2 separate regions of the Mus musculus genome follow, and region 2 is linked to region 1. A link is a contact called in public Hi-C data. All regions are on one chromosome and are shown on one strand. The core of a region is the stretch at or near the end of the contact, and the rest is flanking DNA. Distances in the headings are between cores, read along the strand shown.

What was found. A called contact is a pair of places that touch in the nucleus more often than the background predicts.
Region 2: a Hi-C map of epidermal suprabasal cells shows a contact between it and region 1, with 3 times the contacts expected there. The contact joins two enhancer-like sites. A contact is called at or near these places in 2 of 484 Hi-C or Micro-C datasets (epidermal suprabasal cells and myocytes) and 3 of 115 datasets of contacts at active chromatin or transcription factors (embryonic stem cells and pancreatic cancer cells).

The regions. Positions count from the first base shown.
Region 1 is chr5:64,436,346-64,441,292 of GRCm38.p6, forward strand. No RefSeq gene overlaps it. Among named protein-coding and RNA genes, the nearest start is that of Gm31363, 13 kb to the right of the region's middle. Within about 2 kb of position 2,511, at least 52 of the 459 cell types and tissues checked have an H3K27ac peak or open chromatin away from gene starts, as enhancers often do. A contact at or near this core is called in epidermal suprabasal cells, where this site is marked.
Region 2 is chr5:64,701,771-64,707,460 of GRCm38.p6, forward strand. No RefSeq gene overlaps it. Among named protein-coding and RNA genes, the nearest start is that of Gm26761, 5.2 kb to the left of the region's middle. Within about 2 kb of position 1,486, at least 142 of the 459 cell types and tissues checked have an H3K27ac peak or open chromatin away from gene starts, as enhancers often do. A contact at or near this core is called in epidermal suprabasal cells, where this site is marked.

The sequences.
Region 1 (4,947 bases), core at 1,261-3,760:
TTCAAATGTTATAGATCCTAATTGTAGCAAATCACTGAGAAAATGTCTAGTTTCCTATCTTTTTTTTAAAACTCTCTCTCTCTCTGCCTCTCTGTCTTTCCTCTCTGTCTCTTTGTCTCTCTGTCTCTGCCTCTCTCTCTGTCTCTCTCTGTCTCTCTGTCTGTCTCTGTCTCTGTCTCTGTCTCTCTCGGTGTGTGTGTATGTGTTTATGGTGTACACACATTCAAATAAGCTCACCCGTGAGCACAGGCCCAGGCCAGAGGAGTATGTTGGGCATCTTTTTCCATCAAATCTCTCTTAAAAAAAAAAAAAAAGGGCAGGGTCTCTCACTAAACTGAAGCTCCGCACTTTGAATAGACTGGCTAGGTGGCAGGGCAGCTCCTGGGACCTGCCCTGCCGGTCTCTGCCTTTCCACACTGTGGTTACAGGCTCATGTGGCCAGGTCCAGTTTTGATGTAGGTGCTAGGGACTTTAATTCAGGCCCTCTTCCTTTTGCAGCAAGTGCTCTTACCCCATGAGCAATCTTCCCAGCACTAAATGCCTATTTTCGAAATAAGAAACACCATTAGGTTTTGCTAGAAAGACCGAGGGGTAAATTTGTCAAGGTAGGAATGGAGAGAGGCAGCAAGGGGTGTGTAGAGGACAGAGGAAAGGGAGGAGAGGGGCTTCCTGGGGCTTCTGAAGAAAAGCTGATGAGGGATTGACTGAGAGGGAACCTTGAGTTTCGGGCTGGACCAGAGTGGAGGGAATTATCCAGAGCTGGTCTGGGAGTTGGGCTTTAAGGAACCAGAACCAAGAACAGGAATCCTTAGTGGAACACAGAAAACCAAATGAAGTTCTCAATCCAGTCTCATCAGGAGGAGTCAAAGACCCAGAAGGGTGGGAAGGATGGCCTGTTGTAGGTGCAGTGGGAATACCCTTGGACATAGTTGAGTCCAAGGCTCAGCATCTAGAACTGGGTGGGAGGGAGACCGAGCCAGAAGGCGGAGAGGGAAGCAGAGGCTGCCGTAGGCATCTTGGGACACACACATCTTGTCTAACAGGTAGGGCGGATCAGGTGAGAGCAGATGACAGGCACAGAAAGATGACAGGAAGAGGGCAGGCAAGATGAAGTATCAAAACCCTTTCAGCCCTGCCATAGCTAATGGGCCCCTTAGTTCCTGAAGCTGATGAAATGGAAGCTGGTCCCCCTGCCACACACTTGCTAAAGGAAACTTTTGGAGGGAGAATTGCTTTTGTATATTCTTGTACAGAAGATCTTTTGGGACATCATGACCTGTTGAAGATAAGACCCCAGTAGGAACTGGCACATCCTCCATTGGGGACACATTCCTCAGGCCCTGTGTTGCAGGAGGCCATCGTGACATGCCAGCACTTTCTGCGGCTTCCTTCCCACAACCTTATGGGAGTCTGCTTTGCCCACAGATGTGTGCTTGCCGTCTAGCTCGGTGTCTGGCACATGGGAGGAGTTCAACAAATATTTGTTAAGTGAATACATGGAAAATACTGGAACACTAAAAGTCTGCTCTTGCCAGGAGAATTTCAAAGCCCTTTTATATTAACAAATGTAAGAACTCCAAAATCGCCGAGCATTTGTGGATCTGAGAGGAAGGGAGGCTGGGTGCCCACAGGGTTTTGGCAGCAGTGTTGAATGTCTGGGAGCAGAGGTGGCAGGTGTGGTGGCCAGCCCAGCCCTGCAGTGGCATTAGCCTGGGGCTGGTCAGATGCTGTAGTGTATCCATCAGAATTTTAGTGAGGAGCTGATGGCATGTTCACGCTGGCTCAGTTCAGGAGGGTTTAAAGGATGTCTTATAAGAATGACCAGGGTGTAGTAAAGCCACCAGAGGGTGGAAGAAAGTCTGAGTGATATCCAATAGGGCTCTTACCATCCCCGGGGCTGAGAAGGATGGAGTGGATTTGGGGGCTTGGGGGAGGGGCTGCCTTGTAAAGAAGCAATGGCCATCCTGTAACAACATTTATAGAGGACCCTAAGAGAGCTCTCCCTGACTCACTTCCTATCTCAAGGTTTCCTGTTGTGCTTACCCAACAAGGTTCCTAAACCCGGTGGAGTCCAGTTGTAGCAAGTCATCCAGGGCATCTATGGGTGGGGAAGGGGGATCAGGGGTGTGACAGGGATGCAGGCCCTGCAGGAGATTCTGACTGCAGAGTACAGCTCGTGAAGTCACTATTGGTCACGTGAACTGAAATTAGAAAGCACAGAAGTGTCAGGATGCGTAGGGCTGAAACTGACGCAGGGTGGAGTGCCGGGCGGGGCTGGGAGCTCACTCACTCAGGGTGCACACACTTCATCCTTATTAATGATCTGTATGATACGATCGTCTTGCGGGAGATTGGCCAGGATGATCAGATGACAAGGTGTTACAACCCCTTGGAGAGAGAAACTAATGAAAGACTTGTCAGTGGAAAATGCCCCTGGACTTAAGGACAGGATCTAACAGATGAGAGCTGGCAGCGTGGGGCAGTGTGATTCAAAGCACACACATCTTTCAGGAGGCAGAAAACAGGAAGGGCAAGCTGTAAGCATCCATGGGTAAGACAGAGGGGAACTGGGCACGAGAAGCGCCAAGCTTGCTGGGGATTTTGATAGAAGAAAAAAAAAAAAATCTGTGCTGGGTGATTCATTCAAAGAGTGCACCTGTTTGCCTGGCGACCTTGGGGTTAATGACTCAGGCCTGAGAAAGAAGGACACAGAATTCAATCTACATAATGTAGGATGTCCTAATGAAGGTCACTCAGAAAACTCAAAGTAGATGGATAACTTCCTGGAACAAAACTAAAATAGACATTTCCCTTTCTGTTTATTCGTTGAACAGAGTCTTGCTGTATAGCTCCGGCTGGCTTGGAACCCCCATGATTTTCCTGTCTCAAGCTCCCAAATGCTGGGATGACAGAAGTGAGCCATCACTTCGGTTTCTTCCACATTTTTACCACTCTCATTGACTTGCAATTTGACTTCAAAGACTGTAAGCTACAGGACGAGCCTCTAAGCTATGCCTGAAAAGACATCTCCTTAGCCAGGCCTTTGTGACACACCCCTTTGATCTCAGTACTTGGGAGGCTGAGATAGATGGATCTCTGAGTTCAAGGCCAGCCTGCTCTACAGAGGAAGTTCTAGGACAGCCAGGGCTACACAGAGAAATGCTGTCTCAAAAATAAAAGTAAAAAAATTAAAAAGAGAGAAGAAAAGATACTCCTTGTAAAATCTGTTGTAATGGCTCCAAGATACAAGTGGCCCGCAAACTGAGTGCAAAAAAGTAGTTAAAAAACAAAACAAAAGTGCTGACTGTTAAAAACTAAATGTTATAAAGAATTTTAATAACATGTTAAATGTGTTTTGAGATATGCAAGTCTACCATCTCATTCTAGTTACATGCATGCACACATGCATGAACATGCATGCATAGAGGCATACATGCGCACACACACACACACACACACACACGAACACACACCAAAGTGGATGTGTAAGATCACCATGAAATCATTAAAGATGATCAAACATGATTTAGAAATGATGCCAATTTTTGTCTGTCTTTCCTTCCTCTTTGCTTCCTTCCTTTTCTCTTCCTGTCATTTCTTTCCTCTCCATTCTCTCTTTTAAAACAAACAAACAAAAAGGTCTCATGTAGTTCAGGCCAGCCTGGAGCAAAGGCTGGCTTTGAACCTCTAATCCTCTTGCCTTCGACTACCAAGTGCTGGTATTACAGGCAATAATACCCCTATGCCTGGTTGTCCCCACCCCACCCCCCCGCCCTTATTAACACTCCCTAAATCTCTACAGTGGCCGCACAATCCTTTGTAGCATGAGAGTCACCTGTTCTAATCCCCAGTCTTTTCTCATCTCTCTTGCAAAACATAATAAGCTCAGACATTGTGCTGAATAGTTGGGAACAAGACAGATACACAGAGGTGCTCAGAGAGCATTAGGCAAATGACCAAGAAAAACACTCAGGAAACACAAAGGAGATGCGTGCCGCGGTGACACAGGTGACTGACAAGAGACGATGAATTACTGAATCTCAAAGGGAAAGGGAATTTGCTTAAATACTATTTTTTACTTGGTACTGAATAGAAATAATAGCCAAGTCAGTCCAGGATGTGGGGGGAATGGAGCTGGGGAGTACATAACTGTTGATCATCAGGACTCAAAAGAACCATCAAAATCAGTCTCATAGTCCATCAAGGCAAAGGCCTCCCATAGTATCAAATATTATAGTCGCAATATGACACGTTTCTAAATGACCAATCAAAGCATATTTTATAAGCAATACTGTGGATTATCACAGTGTAGCCTCCAAAACAAGACTCCAAAGTTATACCCACCCTTAATACACTCTTAAAACACCTTGTGTTTGTTTATTTGAATTGTGTATGTGGTTTTTTTTTTTTGTTGTTGTTGTTGTTGTTGGGAGATAGGGTTTGGTTTTTCTTGTATAGTCCAGGCTAGCCTAGAACTAAAAATCAACCCAGAGTGAGGGATTTTACGCACACATACCCTTTCTACCTTGCTGAATGTGATTTTTTGGATCTTCTGAGAATGTCTGAGTTCTAATGCACTGGGCTTGCATGGGTCTAGGGAACCCTGTTCCTGCAGAATCCTAGTTTAAGAGAAATCACAGCTGGGGTATAATTTGCACGACAGGAAATGCCATGCGCTGTGGACACTTATTGAGAACCTATAGAGATGGGGATTACAGACAATTTTGAGGTGAATGAAAAGTCAACCAGTTCTCACTTCTGTGTCTTGCATTTTTCCTGCTTCTCTGGAACTTTCCCAATAACTTAACTACCCTCCCTCCCCTACTTAGCCCAGCCCCTGCCTCCCTAGCCCCACCTGCCCCCCTTAGCCCAGCCACCACCTCTCTAGTCCAGCCCTGCCTGACTCCCAAGTCAGGCTATTTTCTATATGATAGGTGCAAGTCAAAC
Region 2 (5,690 bases), core at 236-2,735, 260 kb after region 1:
CCAGGAAGACAGAAGCCGCTCTGAATATTTAAAACAGAGGAAATTTAATGCAGGGAGATGAAAAGAAACCCAGAAGGCAAACAAGAGGGGATGAAGCAATCCTGAGACTAGCCACAGCAGGAAGTCGCTGCCACTCCTAGGAGGGAGGGACAAAGAGGGGAAGCCATGGGACGAGAGCCCAGGGGCTGGCATCGCTCACAGGAAGCTGGAATCGTGTGGGCTGGTGAGAGCTCATAGAAGAGCCACAGAAGCTGCCAAGGATCCCACCCCTGCACAAAGGAAGAGGGGAAATGCCCGTTCCCTTCCTGCTGCTCTCCAGGTCCTGGGCTTCACACTGGCTAGACCCACCCGGAAACCAGCTGACAAGTCTGAAGGCTGCTGGAGCCTGCAAGGACAGGTCCTCAGTCTAGAGACCTGGAAGGGAAAAGAGTCAAGTCTTGAGCCAGATGGTCCTAGGAACAGCTAGGCATGGTAGCACACACTGAAAACTGCAGCCCTCAGGGGACAGAGGCTGAAAGATTAAAAATTAAAGACCAGCCTAGACTATGAAGCAAGTCCAAGGCTAACTTAAGCTACTTAGTGAGATTCTGCCTCCTGAAGACACATCTAGAACTCTGGTAGGACATTTGCCCCTTTTGTTCAAGGCCTTAGGTTCCTTATCCAATACTGAGAAGAGAAAGAAAAAACAAAAACAGAAAAGTCCCCAAACTGGAAGATTTGCATGACAAGTGTCTTAGATGTTCATTGTGAAAATTCTAGAATTAGAGAGAGGAGGAGGGGAGAGGGTAAAACCATGATCCAGTTAGCTCTTTTGTTTGTTTGTTTGTTTGTTTGTTTGGGGTATTTTTGGGTTTTTTGTTTTGTTGTTTTGGTTTTGGTTTTGGTTTTTTTTTTTTTTTTTTTTTTTTTTTTTTTTTTTTTTTTTGAGACAGGGTTTCTCTGTGTAGCCCTGGCTGTCCTGGAACTCACTTTGTAGACCAGGCTAGCCTCAAACTCAGAAATCCACCTGCCTCTATCTCCCGAGTGCTGGGATTAAGAGATAAACCATTAGCTAGCCGCAGGGTCCGCAGTGCCACCAATTCTTCCATAGCCCGGAGCTATCCATGGTCTCTGCTCTTGCTCTGTCAATAGAATACACTTTCTCATTTTGAAAAGTGTGTGTGTGTGTGTGTGTGTGTGTGTGTGTGTGTGTGTGTGTGTGTGTGTGTGCGTGTGTGTCTGTGTGTGTCTGAAAGCAGAGATAAATACAAACATAGAAGAGAGTTCCCTCAGAGAGTTGCTGGACATCAGTTACCTTGTCCAATTTGGTCTACTCTAAGCCAGCTGGCCAGCACTGGGGGAGTCATCTGCCACAATGGAGCAGACTCTGTCTGTCACCCTCTTCAACAGCAGATGGCCTGTCCCGCATTCATCTACGTCACACAGCCGTGCTGGGAGAGACACTGACATGCACTGTTCTACCAGGAGCCTTCAACCCAGAGGGCTGGGAAATTACGCTTGCAAGCTCCACTCGGCTTGGGAAGCAGTAAGAAGGTCCCTGAGCAGCCTGACAATAGGAGGGGTTGCGCAAGGGACAGTCAATGGGATTCTGGTTAGACTTTCAAGTCAATTGACTTGATCATGCAAATGTTGGGTGGCGTGTTGTGAGCAGGGGGGAGTGTTTCTCCTTGACTGGAGCACCTCTCTGTCTCCCTTGGCTTCCTGAGCGCTTGATTTAGCTCCTCCCAAAAAAAAAATGTTTTCCTCACATTGTTTATTTGAAGCCGGTAGTCTGGGCATGAAGCCCAGTTTAATATAATTTTTACTGTTGAGACTGCAGCCCCAATTCTATAGAGATGGTTATTATCATTGTTGTCTGAGACACCTCAGTACCACAGCAATTACCAAGGCCAGGTGCACACCCACAGTCACCTCAGCCCATCTGCCTGCCCCACCCCTTTCTACAAACTTCAGAAATGAAGCCAAATACCCACTCCCATGTATGATACAGCAAAGTAGGCAAAGGAGATATTTGGCTACTATCTAGATAATGTGATCAGTCCAGGTCAACAGTTCATATTATTTAAGTCCTACAGTGCAAGTAGATATTAAAAGAATGTGGAAAATTCCATTGCTTGAGTCCTGTAAACATGCGGGCTGCTTCTCTCCCTAATTATGTTTTACATAACCTAATGCATTCATGTTAGTTTACATCCTCTTAACATCTACTTGCTGAAAAGTGTGTCACCTGGTTGGTCAGAGAGAAAGAGTGACCACAGGACATTTTGGGAGGACAACTGGTGACAACAGGACACATTCAGCACTGACAGAATGTGTAATGTAATGATTGGTATGAAAAATGGTGTGTGTGTGTGTGTGTGTGTGTGTGTGTGTGTGTGTGTGTGGTCCATTCCCAGTTTTACTGCCGAGTTGGTTCAGACCCTTAGTATGACTTTCAGATGCAGGTGTTGAAGGCAAGGGATGGGAGTAACAACCCCGGGTGTGGGCATTAGCCAATAGCCATGCGCCTCTGGCTCCCCTCCAAGCCCTGAGCTGGAGCCTGTGCCCGGGCTTGCATCTGCAGCAGCTACAGCCTTGCTGAAGGATCGTATCACACTCACAATGAGAATCACTGCAAAAACAAATAAAATGCTTTAAATGTTTAAATGTATTTCCAAGTATTCGTCTTCCAAATATTTAGACTCTGAGCCGATTGGGCCAAGAGCCCAAGCTTCCTGTGCATACTAGAGGCTTCCAGCAATTTCCCTAAGATCAGGATCTACATAACAACTTCGGATATCACCCCCTCAGATCCCAAGACAAATTCCCAAGGTATTGCTTCAGGAAACCAACCATTCTCTGTGTCCAAAGGCCTCCTCCTAATGCCTACAGGAGGATTAAGCTCAAGTTTAATAAATGCTCACAGAGACCTATGCAAGACTATAGTCTGTGTCCACTATGTGTCCACTTGTGAGTGCGAGGGAGGCAAGGGCAATCTGGGAGTGGAAAGATGGGGAATAGAGAGAGAAGACGCGGACCAGAGATGCAAAAAAGAGCCAGCAGCCTGCTGAAGCTATTGATAGCTCTCGAAGGAATTGATGTCTGAACCAATTTTTAATTGGTAAGCTAAGGTTGTGTAAGCCAGGATTGGTTAGTTTTATTTATTCCGTTGTTATTTTGTTTTGCTTCTTAAGGGGCAGAAGGAAGGGTGGAGTTACTCTTGTGCTGGAATTTTTCAAGACACAACAACCATCCACTCATGCCTGCTTTGACCAGGCATGCATGCTTGGTACCCTTCCCTCAGTCTTCTATGTTAAGCATCCAGGATTCAGCAAATAAAATCAGAAGAGTGCCAAGGGATTTACCTGCTGCCGCGCGCGCGCACATGTGTGTGTGTGTGTGTGTGTGTGTGTGTGTGTGTGTGTGTGTGTGTATTGTGCATTTATACTCACTGTGAGAAGGTGAAAGTGGGTGTGTGTGTTGGTCATGTCACAGTGGTATGGGGATTTCTGAGAATTTGGAGTCAGTTCTGTCCTTCTACCCTGTGGACCCTGGTTATTAGAATTGGCAGGAGATGCCTTTAGCCATTGAACTCTCTCTCTCCAGTCCCAGAAAAAAAAATTTTAAGTTTTTTTTTTTTTTTAAATACACTGTAGCTGTCTTCAGACACACCAGAAAAGGGTATCAGATTCCATTACAGATGGTTGTGAGCCACCATGTGGTTGCTGGGAATTGAACTCAGGACCTTTGGAAGAGCAGTTAGTACTCTTAACCGCTGAGCCATCTCTGCAGTTCCCCCTCCCCGAAAATTCTGATCAGTCCTTTCTTCAGTCTTCCCACAGGTCAAGTAATGCAGTGGAGTTGAATGTTACACACATTTATGTTTTGTATGCACAAAGTGAGTGGAGGGAGAGCATGAAGGAATAAATAAATGAATATTTATCTTTTCTAAAAAACAAATAGGGGTCTTTACTGTATTTATTTATTTTTAAATTTAATTAAATTTAATTAAATTTTATTTTATTTGAGACAGAGTTTCTCTGTGTAGACCAGGCTGGCTTCAAACTTAGAAATCCACCTGCCTCTGCCTCCCAAGTGCTGGGATTAAAGGCGTGCGCCACCACCGCCCGGCTTTTTTTTTTTTTTTTTTTTTTAATTAAACAGAAATGAACTTATTTTTGACAAGAAGACTTTTTTTTAAAAGAAAGATTTATTTGTTTCATTTCTATGGGTACACTGTAGCTGTCTTCAGACACACCAGAAGAAGGCATCAGATCCCATTACAGATGGTTGTGAGCCATCATGTGGTTGCTGGGAGTTGAACTCAGGACCTTTCTGGAAGAGCAGTCAGTGCTCTTAACCTCTGAGCCATCTCTCCAACCTGAATATTCATATTCAAAAGCCTTTGTCTGAAGGTTGGAAATGTGGTTCAATATCAAGGGGTATTGTGAAGCTAGGGGTTGGCGCAGGGGAGTAAGGCATACTCCCCGAGTGAAGAAATGAATCTAAGATTCCACCAGCCTCCGTGCCCACGAGCCATGTGTTAGATGGTTCTTCACGTATGACGCCCTATGCGCTCTCCTTCAAAGTTCCAAAATTCAAGTCTGCGGCTTCACGGGCACCTGAACAGGAAGGCAGCCTCGTGCTGCATGCAGAGAGGCCGAGGAAGCTTCGGGGAAGCCCTACAGCTCCTGGGAGACTGTCAAGGGAGCTTGTTTTCCTGGGATCGCTACTACAAGACTATCAGATTCATCCCTGATGAATGAATTCTCCTTTTGGCAGATAGAAAAAAAAAATGGAAAAGAAATGGAATCGTGTTTCCCCTAATTGAGCACCAGAGCTAGAAACCCCATGCCCGGCTATAAAGCACACGATCATCTTTCTCCCACTCCCAACCCACCCCCAGTTCTGCAGAAATGCTACAAACAAAAAGTGTAAGGAGGTCAGGGTGATGACTCTGTGGGTAAGAACACTCCGGCTCAAACAAGAGAAGCTGAGCTGCAAAACTCAGCACCCTGGTTAATAGCCAGGTGTGGCCACACAAGCCTGTAACCCAGGGCTGGGGAGGAAGGGAAAGGGGGATGGGTGTGACTTGCTGGCTTAGGCTAAATCACAGCTTCCAGTCCTGTGAGAGACCCTGTCTCAAGGGAATAAAGCAGAGGCACACATGCACACAGATGCATACATGCATATATACAAACACACACACACACAGTGGGACACACAGACAGACACTCATTCCTTTATCAAATACTTTCAGAGGAATGAAAAAAAAGAAAGGATTCAAAGCCACAGTTTTGCTTGGCTAACTTGCTGTGCCTAACTTGCTGAGTGACATCAGAAGACTTAGTGAGCATCTCTGAGTTCCACCTATTTAATGGGGGCGGGGCAGACTCTGACAAAATTGGCATATAAAATCTAAGGTTCTCCTTAGATTTACAGAATTCTGTGAAAAGGACTTAGAATTCATTGCTAAAATTTTAAAAGAAATAAAACAAACATTCCTGCCACAAGTGGACTCAATGTCTAACAAGCACTTCTCGGACAGCTTTGGTAGCCCACCTTCCTTTAGCTTCCACGGTGTGCCGCCAACCCACGCTGCCAGTCTGCCTCCCACAAGCCACACCACTCTCCCTACTTTCTTATTTGCTCCAGAAGCCTTCGGTAAAAAGTGATACAAAATGAAGGGATTTCTCCCTGACTTTCGTTCC